3 separate regions of the Zea mays genome follow, and regions 2 and 3 are each linked to region 1. The links are chromatin contacts, called in public Hi-C maps. All regions are on one chromosome and are shown on one strand. Each heading gives the region's core, a stretch centred on a gene start, on an enhancer-like site or on the middle of the called end of the contact. The rest is flanking DNA. Distances are from core to core; before and after follow the strand shown. Region 1 has its middle 52 kb from the start of LOC100282372. Region 2 holds the start of LOC100275501. Region 3 has its middle 14 kb from the start of LOC103628355.

The links. Hi-C and Micro-C count contacts between places; a contact is called where the count stands out from the background.
Region 2: a contact with region 1 is called in a Hi-C map of ear, with 1.6 times the contacts expected there. The contact joins the promoter of LOC100275501 here to the enhancer-like site in region 1. A contact is called at or near these places in 2 of 25 Hi-C or Micro-C datasets (ear and leaf).
Region 3: a Hi-C map of leaf shows a contact between it and region 1, with 4 times the contacts expected there. The contact joins two enhancer-like sites. A contact is called at or near these places in 2 of 25 Hi-C or Micro-C datasets (ear and leaf).

The regions. Positions count from the first base shown.
Region 1 is chr5:99,050,816-99,054,142 of Zm-B73-REFERENCE-NAM-5.0, reverse strand. No RefSeq gene overlaps it. Among protein-coding and RNA genes, the nearest start is that of LOC100282372, 52 kb to the right of the region's middle. Within about 2 kb of position 1,697, at least 19 of the 20 cell types and tissues checked have an H3K27ac peak or open chromatin away from gene starts, as enhancers often do. A contact at or near this core is called in ear and leaf, where this site is marked.
Region 2 is chr5:99,422,613-99,425,939 of Zm-B73-REFERENCE-NAM-5.0, reverse strand. It overlaps LOC100275501, which reads left to right and starts at 1,589. Exons shown (of 2, transcript NR_175981.1): 1 at 1,589-2,884; 2 at 2,987-3,327. LOC100276302 reads right to left here and starts at 1,394. Exons shown (of 5, transcript NM_001150125.3): 1 at 1,226-1,394; 2 at 1,032-1,084; 3 at 300-488; 4 at 124-204; 5 at 1-52. The coding sequence starts at 1,279.
Region 3 is chr5:98,748,379-98,751,705 of Zm-B73-REFERENCE-NAM-5.0, reverse strand. No RefSeq gene overlaps it. Among protein-coding and RNA genes, the nearest start is that of LOC103628355, 14 kb to the left of the region's middle. Within about 2 kb of position 1,510, at least 17 of the 20 cell types and tissues checked have an H3K27ac peak or open chromatin away from gene starts, as enhancers often do. A contact at or near this core is called in ear and leaf, where this site is marked.

The DNA of each region.
Region 1 (3,327 bases), core at 448-2,947:
CTTTAAATTGGTTCGGTTTACCCCTTAACAAAATTTGTATTTTTATTTCTTTATGTACCAACAGAGTTTTTAGTTCAAATTTTATTGGTTAGTAGATAATAACATAATTTAGCCTAGAAAAATAGATTGTAGTTTTTATAATTATTTTGATAGGTTAAGAATAAGATAAGATAAAAAAAAACTTTAATGGTACAAAACTAAATATAAAATAATGATGAAAAAATGAACTCAAAATTTAACTTATACACGAAGAAACGAAATACACAAATTTCATTAGGAAGAGATTTGTTTTTTTATTTATCCGTACATGTTGAATTTACAGTTCATATTATTCGTGGTGATTGAGGACATCATAACTTATGTTAGAAAAATATGATAAAGTTTTTCATCATTATTCGTATTTAGTTTTGTACCATTACCGTTATTATCTTCTATGATCTCTAACCTATCAAAATAATTATAAAAAATCATAATTTATTTTTCTAGGCTAAATTATGCTATTAGCTACTAACCAACAAAATTTGAACTGAAAACTCAGTTTATACATAAAAAATAAAAAGACAATATTTGTTAAGCGGTAACTAAACCAATTCAAAGGAGCATCGAGATAAAATAAACTAAAAAACTTTAAGGGATTATGTGAACTTTGTCCATAGGTGGAGGAAGTACTTTAGACTTTTCCTAAATAATATTATATCCTTATCGTGTTTTTAGTTTAAAAATGAATTAGTCGGTGACAAATATTTAAGAATAAAAGTAGTATAATTTATAATAATAAAGCAACACTTACATGATGATATTAGATTAGATTTATTAAAACCTCAACATGTTTCCTTCGTCCTTGACACTTGCCCGGTACAGCGGATCGTGCGTGCTGAGTGCCAACACATCGCCCTTGGGAGGTCGGACCCGAAGTTTTTATCCAAACAAGATCTACAAGCTCTGAGTGTAGCCCCTCCGTGCATACACACGCGCACAGTCCCACTCATGCCTCGATCGCTCCAGCGGTGCCTCTCCTCCGCCGGAGCCTAGCCAAGCCAGCTGCCACCAGCCCCTGCTCGCTCTCCCTCCTATGTCCGGTGCCTCGGCTAGGACTGATGAGTGGAGCGACGGAGATGGGTTCGTGTGGGGACGAGCAGAGGCACGACTGATGAGTGGAGCGACGGAGATGGGCATGGGGGATGAAAGCCTGACCGCCGCGACCACCTCACCCCCTCCATCGATCACCCGTAGTCCAAGCCAACAGCATCGCCCCATGCGCCAAAGCTCACTATTGGGGGAGAGAGAGAGAGAGGGTGTGCGCGGATTAGGCCGCACGCAGGGAGCGGGCTGAGGGCGTCCTTGGCTCCATTTGGGGGCCCTCGGGTCATCAGCAAGGAGTACCGCATGTCGTCGTGGGATTAGCGTGGGAGAAGGACCGGTTGGAGCCGCAAATGCCTTCGCCGTCAATCCACTTCGCCGCCAAGTCGCTGCCTACCGTGGGCGGAGCTCCATTCGTCATTGTGCACGGTAAGGCAGCCTCCATCGAATTCACCGTTGCCCCCTCTCAATAAGCCCAATGGGGTCGGGTTGGTGCCCTGTGTGCTGGGATTGGGTGCGCGCCAGCGATCCCTCGTCGCGTGCTGAACTGCGCCACCATCTGGGAGGTCGGCGTGGTGAGGGGAGCACGCCCGACCGTTGATTCGGTTATGGGTGGTCTAGATTAAAATGGAATATCGATTCGTATGAGTTGATCACGACCATAGATCCGTATATGTACGATATGGATTAGATCGCGAAGTTTTAAAATCTAGGCCGTCGGATTTTGATCTGAGGGCTCTGCTCGCATACCGGTTCGTGAGGTGCTGGATCTAATCTAAACTGATGAATCGCGATCAGGTGACTGAGAAACAAACGTACTCCTTCATAATGCACATTTTTCTTAAGAGCCCCGCATTTTATGAATATAAACCTGTCGTCCCACACAGTTCAAAGAATAGTACATATAGGTCCTATTTTTAGCACATGAGTTCCCAAGCTTCTATAGAATAGGACCTGCAGTACAGAGTGCATTGAAAATATAAAATTAAAACCGAAAATCAAATCTTAGCATAAGAATAATTTCATAAACTTAAATAAATCATAACTTATCCATTTTTAATCTGAATTGATCTGTTCCAGTTGCGTTAGCTCCGTATTAAAATTTCCTACACATTAAACAACATTATTTTGTCATGTTTTTAGAGATAATTAAATGATAAGTTTAACCTATGCTCATTAGATTTGCTTTTATAATTAAAAGTAAATACAATGCTCTTCACCCATAATTAGGCGTTGACTAAAAGATGATCTCTAACCAAGTTGTAACTTAGCTGAAAGTGGAGTTATCTATTTCTTTGTAATCTCGTGTCACATGAATTATATTAAATGACATAGAATATATATTATCACTAATTAATTACCTAAAGCTTCAGAAAATCATATCTTTATAACCGTAACTCCGATTTTAGTGCTTCTGGAATCTACGATCTCGTTGCAACATGTAGAACATTATTATGCATTGTGTTCTCATGTTTGGTGTGAAGTTAATTTCTTCTATTAAATGTTTGTTTGTATTGTTGCGAGTAGACAAGCAAGTGACCGAGGAGCCCGGAGCATAGCCGGTTGAAGAGGCTGAGCAGGAGCTCGCTGAAGGCAAGTTATGCCCTTGACCACTCTTCTTTACCTAATAATGTTCATGTTAATCATAGTGACATGTTTAGGTTAATTTGATAGGACCTAATAAGATACCCTAGTTTTGCTTACCCCACACCTTGCATGCAAATTAATTATTGGGTAGTTTGGCTATGCTCTACCTTGTTTTGGGAAGTAATACTATATGACATATGATCATGCTTTATTATTACTGATGGATTATTTATGGTTCATGATAAGATTAATGTGTTAACTGGAACATAGAGAATCATCCGAGAAAACAGTGCTACCACAAGGGTGGAACAGGACACCCTTGGCAAAGTAATTAGGAAAGCTAGGGAGAGATTACCTTAACCGAAAGAGGCAAACAGGGAGCGCGTCACTGCAGAGTATAGGAAGGTCCTCTGTCACACCCTGTTTTGGAAGGCAAACCGAATGCGAACCATGTACGTGTCAGGATCAGAAACTCACGTACACAGCGATTGCATAGTTGGACATCATCACACATTGCTCAAAATAAAAAGCAGAAAATGTACTTTGTTACATCAAGATGTCCACGACATCCACAGAGTCATTAACATAACATAGTCATTAACATAATCAAAGTGCAAAATACGAAATGTAGTAGATAAGGCCTTTAGAAGCAGCTGACTG
Region 2 (3,327 bases), core at 340-2,839, 370 kb before region 1:
ATTCTTCACGTGTTGCGTTGAACGGACATCTTTCAGCAGAATAGTTTCAGGCCTGACCGACCAACAACTGGCATAAGTATAATTTCAGGACTTTATATTTGATGACAGGAACATTAAACATACCCATCAGTTTTCATTCTCTTCTTTCTCCTCTGGACCTTCTGCTTTACATTTTCTTCCTCGGAATCTGATGCGAAGGTTTGCCTGATAATGTGAGATGAAGACCAAATAACCCATGAAGTCCAAGCTAAAAACAAAGATTTTAACAAAACTTGGTAGAGCAAGAGACGTGCTCATACTTCTCACGAGCTGCTAGAATTTCAATTACACTAGTGGGGAGCATGCCAGGCATAGTATTTGTCTCCTCATGCTCCTCACTTTTTTTAGTATCTTCATCTTCTACTTCCTTTGGCGCCTTCTTATCTGGTTTAGAGGATGTTCTTCGTTGGGCCCAACGTTTCCTCCGTTCCTTTCCTTCCCGTGTTACTCTGCAAAGACATCCCACATGGCCATATGGCATTATTATCTGTGCGATACAAAAATCAGATAACAAACAAGTTATAGCACACTGATGGCCTCAAGAAAGCAAGATTCAAATTGGTAATCCATGAGTTACACAAAAAAAAGAGTTAAACCCACAAATCCATAACAGATATACCATTGGACTGGATGGCCACAGAACCACACCACGAGTCATACACAAAACTATATAAACATCTAAAACAAAGAAAGTGTAGAAGTTAAAAGACCTACATTTTGGGCACAAACATTACAAACAAACATGTACAAGGAGATAGTTTTTACTGATTATTGAGCATCTCAGAGTCATTTGGTTATGGTCCAAAAGAAAATTTGTAACGGCACTTGCATCTACTACAACAAAGAGAGCGAATAAGTGAGTTACAGCAGGGAATAAGGAATCTAGCATAGTGAACGAAGACAAACAGAAAAAAGAACAGATCAAAGTAGCACATTTTTGCGGCAGAATGTCCATCCAGTAATCAACTGTAAAGTAAGCATAAGAAACACACCTGAGAACACTGTCTTTCTCGACTTTACTGGTCTCTTCGTGCTTCGCAACACCCTAAAGACAATAACAAGGCAAATCACTCAGTATTTTCTACATATCTCAGCACGGAGTATGAGGCATGAAGAAGAAACAGGATGACCATCGTGATCTACTCTCGCGTAGCGTCGGGTCCTAGAGGGGAGAGGACTAACGCACCTGCACAGCAGTGAGCTCCTCGGGAGCGCCGTCGGAATCGCTTCCGCTGTCCATTTGAGGCGGCTCCTGTCCGTTTCCCCTCTTTATTTTCACCGGATGAGAGCGCCGGGACCTTCCGCTGGCTGTACCAGCCGCCGCCACCGGGAGGGTTTTAATCGTTTGCGGACACACAGAGGCAGAGAGGGGGCCGAAGCCTAGCTGGGTATATGTTGGGCTTTGCTAATTTTGTCGGCTCAACACACGCGGATTTGGGCCTGTTGGGCCTATTCTGTATGCGGCTCGACTGAACAACCTTCGGCCTTTGACACGCAGTGGAAGAGAGGAGACTGGAGACCTAGCTGGATAACCCAACTTTTTCCACCCGCCGGAACACTGGTAACCCTCACGCCGGCGCAGCCGCAGCCGAGGCGCCATGAACAACCTCCGGAAGCGCATGATCTCCCTTCTCCTCCGGGCACCTGGATCACCATACGTCCCTTGCCCCCACTTCTTCCCGCTCTTCTATCCCCACCGCCTCCTCTCCGCCACCAAATGCGTCGCTACAAAACCATTCGCCGTCGAGGACTACCTCGTCGCCACATGCGGCCTCACCCAAGCACAGGCCCTCAAGGCGTCGAAGCATGTCTCCCATCTGAAGGATCCCTCGAAAGCCGACGCGGTCGTCGCCTTCCTCTCCAACCTCGGCCTGTCCAGCGCCGAGATCACCGACGTCGTGACCAGGGACCCCAAAGTCCTCTGCTCCGACGTGGAGAGATCCCTCACCGCTCGCGTCGCCGAGCTCACCGACCTCGGGTTTTCACGTCCGGAGATCGTCCGCCTTCTCATCGTTGGCATGAACCACTTCCGCCATAGCTCGCTTCGCCTCAATCTTGAGTTTTGGATCTCGGTCTTTGGCTCTCTCGACGAGCTCATTCGGGCGCTCAGAATTAACGCCGCTCTCCTCAGCACAAGGATTGAGGAGGTCTGCAAGCCCAACTTGGAGCTCCTTCAAGAGTGTGGTATAAATGTTTCTGATATCTCCAACAGCTTCATGTCCCGTGTGCTCACCAGGGACCCTAAGAGCCTGCAGGAAGCTTTGGCTCGCCTTCATGAGTTCAGAATCCAGCCGGGCTCTCAACCTTTCTTCCGTGGGCTTTATACATTTGCAATCCTTGGCAGCGGGAAGATAACCAAGAGCATTCAGCTGTTTGAGAAGCTTGGATGGTCAAAGGACCATATAGTATCAGCGGTGAAGAGAGACCCGACTATATTGGGTTTCACCGAGGAGAGGGTTCGAAGAAACATGGAATTCTTGATCAGGGTTGTCGGATTGGAGGTACCATACATCGCACGAAGGCCAGCGCTGATAAATTATAGTATTGACCGTCGGTTGTTGCCACGGAATTGCTTGATCAATTTTCTCAGGGCAAAGGGGTTGTTCAATGACGAGGCTAGTTTCCTTTCTGTCGCCGCTATAGGCGATGAGAAATTTCGGCGCCGATACGTGCATCCTTACGAGGAGGATTTTCCAGGCCTTGCTGCTGCTTTTGCTTCTAGCTGTGCTGGAGAACACCAATGGGAACGGCTATATAAGATGACAGGCGAAAATAAAGAAAGCTGACAATTGTTCTGGAAAGTACAATCAGGAACCTGCTGCAAGCCTTGTTTTTCATCACCATGGTCAGTCGTTTTGAAATCTAATTTTCTAGCATTTTGCTGCTGGCTACTGGCTTAGGTGTTATTAAATGTTTGATTAGTGGTATGGTATATTTCTTTCACTAGGTTCTATCTTGCTGCCTCCCTTCTGAGAAAGAGCTTCTCATGTGATGGCATCGTTACAAGTTTATTTATTAACTTGCAAGGATTATCTCAAGTTTTAGCCCAACTTTATTCCTGTGCTTCAGGAAGATTATTACGTTGGTGGTCTACTTCCCACCATGTTTTTTGTACCACAATCTATGAGCTCTCGAACACCAGGAACGGGTTTTTTTATTCCAAATTCTTCAGTCGACAATTGGTTTACTTGAGTGATCCTGGAAATGGAATTTTAGTCCTGCTAAGCACAATGGTACTTCGATGGGCTACGCTGCTTTTCTTGACATCGTATTTGGATGAATTTAGTT
Region 3 (3,327 bases), core at 261-2,760, 300 kb after region 1:
CCAACACACTTTTTGGCGACTCTGTAAGTGACAAGTGCATTTTAGATCTATTAGAATGGCCTCAATGGTCGGTCCCAAAGATCACACTAATGCCTCCCCAGATAATTTCCTTAGATTGACTATGGAATGTCTCTCGGTCGATGAGCAACAATGGTTTGAAGACCTCATGAAGCAATTGGATGATGATGTGCTACGACAATGTGCATGGGTGCACGAAGAAGCGAAGTTCTGGTCACACCTCACTCTAGATCGACACCAGAGAATTATCAAGAAAGGGGAGATCAAGCTCGACTTCCTTGTACCTTCACTCCAAAATAGCAATGTAAGTAATTCTACTGATAATCAATCTATTAAGCATTATGTAGATCAACAAAGGGATCAGTTAGAGCAGTTTCTGGGAGGGGTAGAACACTTACTCAAGAAACTCACAGGTGCGCTCGAAAAATCTACTATACCTAGTTTTCCATCTCACGAGGTCGCATCGGCAACAAATGGGCCTCCACAATCCTAGCAATTATATGGTATGCCAATAAACTTATTTCTAGGGAAGCTGCTACCCTTACAACTCCTATGTAACATGCTAGCATCCCTATGCACGCTCGAGCCATCCGAGTATAATCTCGGACAGTTTGGCCCCAGACTGGACTCTTGATAACTCGTTGTGGACCTACCACGGACTGTTCGGGGTACAACACTCAGATTGGTACAATATGCACAACACGCAACCAGGCTCTATACCACAACATCTCCTCCCTCCTCCACCTTCGGCCCACCAAAACCAAAGCATTCCCGCATCTAGAACTGAGTACCGCCCAACTCATAGGGAGTTAGAGGGGTTCGCTTCGCCACACATAGATTATCCTCATGTAGACAACATGCATAACACTACCTAGTCACATGAGCCTCATGTCTCAGAATCCAGTCCTTTACCACCAGCTATCATGGATAAAATTAAGGAAGCAATAGTCGAATTATTCTGAGACATGCTAGGAATCAGTATAGGTGTACATGGAGCCCGAGCCCGTAGACCTGACCCGAGGCCCGTATTTTGAACCGGTCCATGCCCAGCCCAACACGTTTGGTGATGGACCCGGGCTAGCTGTAACACCTAAAATCTAATGAAGTAAGAGTGTGGGTTATTATTTACATGTGATGGTGTTTTCTCATTGATTTAGCCTACATAATCCTCATGTTCAAGAGATTAACTTAATAACCTATACATAAAATAAATTTGTGCATACATGTTGGATCTTTGATTGGTGCATTTAATTTGAAATTTGGAGCTTAGACATGGGTTTGAATTTGGAATTTACAGATTTAAATTGAAAATATAAAATAAAAATAAAAATGAAGAAAAGAAAAAAGGAAAATAACTACAAGTGCTTCGTGGGTCGGGATCTACCCCGACAGCCCACCTTTCCAGCCACTTGCATCCGACGCCTACAGAAGGGCCCCATCAGGTAGTCTCTCAGTGCACAGTACGCCATCGCCATGACACTGGCAGGAGGGCCCGTTAAAGCAAATGCTACCCCATGCTTCAGCACTCCGGACCCACACGCCATGTCACCAGTCATTGACAACGTAGGGCCCGTACACCAGGTCCTTTCGCATGCGCGTGTTCCTGTGCCCTCGCCGCCAAGCGGGTCACACATACCAGCATCGCCCCATTCGCGAGCTCATCGCAACCGCTTTACCAAGATTTCCAAGGGTTGTTACGCCAACCCTATGCCAGCTGATTGTGTGCCGCGGAGTATATATGCATACGCTGCGCCCCTTGACCACTAGTTGAGCCTAGGATCCTAGGCGTTTTTGGGCCAAAGCGATAACACTGCTTGCCATGTGTCAAATCGCATCTTTCTTCATGCTTTCTTGAACAAAACTTCTTGTGAGTTCCGGTTTGGACGGCCACCTAAGGTTAGTCATTTCAGGGTGTTTTGCTATAGATGCTTTGCGCTGAAACAAGGTAATTTGGACAAATTTGAGTCTCGGTCTTCTGATGAGGTTTTCCTTAGTTATGCATTACATTCTTGTGCTTATCATGTTCTTAACCTGGAGACTAACCACATTATGGAGATTTATGAGATAACATTCGATGAGACTGCACACTTGTCACACCCGAATTTAAGGGCAAATTCAAGCGCGTGTCAAATATGTGCTAGGATCAAGTCTCACACATATGATGACTCATGATACAGAAATCAATGTCACATCTTTATTATATAATAGAGGTTCTATATACAATAACTAAATAAATATATTATATGACGACAACGATGCTCCGCAACCATAGTTGACTGGGAGACAACTGTAACATCTGAAATCCTATTTTGGGATTTATATATTATTTCTACAAAAGATTAAAGATTAACATGTCTTCTAAAATGAGTTCCTCGTTTTTATTTTATTTATCTTCTCCTAATGGGTGATGGGAATACTAAAAGGTTGTCAGAGATATAAATCCTAAAATTTTTAAAACTAGAATTTTAATTGAAATCCAGAAAAGAATCCTCAAGTTCTTTGATTTTATCCTCTAAACCCTTTACAATAGCTTCGTTCTTCCTATCTTCATCATCTTGTTGCATCTTCAGAGCTTTGCTTAGTAACAAACTCTGGAAAAAACAAACTTAAAAATAGAATACTTAAGCTAATACAAACATATCACTGATAACTTGTAAAAAGGTTCTTACTTTAAAATTAGAATAAAACATGATGCCTATGATATGCTGACGCCTATAGCAGTTGATGTCCTTCTCGAGCTTCGGTAATCCAATACTCTTAGACAGGGTACTTATAATTTTAGCACCAGCACGGTCGCAGATGCATCCCACGATTTCTTCGTCGATCCCGCCAAAGAGCATTGACCCTGGCTGGTAACCACAGGAGATTGCAAATTCTTTCAACTCCAATTTGTCCTCTTCAGAGAGTTGTTGGCTGCCCAGGTGCCATAGGTCAAAATTCGCTCCCTCTGAAGAAGTTTCATCAATCTTTTTTCCCTTGTCTGAAACTGTCGCGACCACCTCCTTCTCCACAACCACATCTGATATAAGCCTATCAATTTCAGACAGTGTGGTTGTGAGGTTTTCATCTTCGGCTGCAGTAGTGTCTTCGACATCGGTCGGTTTGGCAGCTTTGCTTGCCGAAGCCGGAGGCGGGGTTTGCTCAATTGCTTGTAGTATATTCATCATGTGTCGTTTCTTCTGGCCCCCGTCTCTCCCATCAGCAGCCGAAGATACTTCCTTTTTCTATAAGAAGCTAGTCAGTTCCAATCCTAGAGGACTTAGCGGTGTGAATGGGAAGGACTTAGTCATTACCTTCAATATTTCTGAG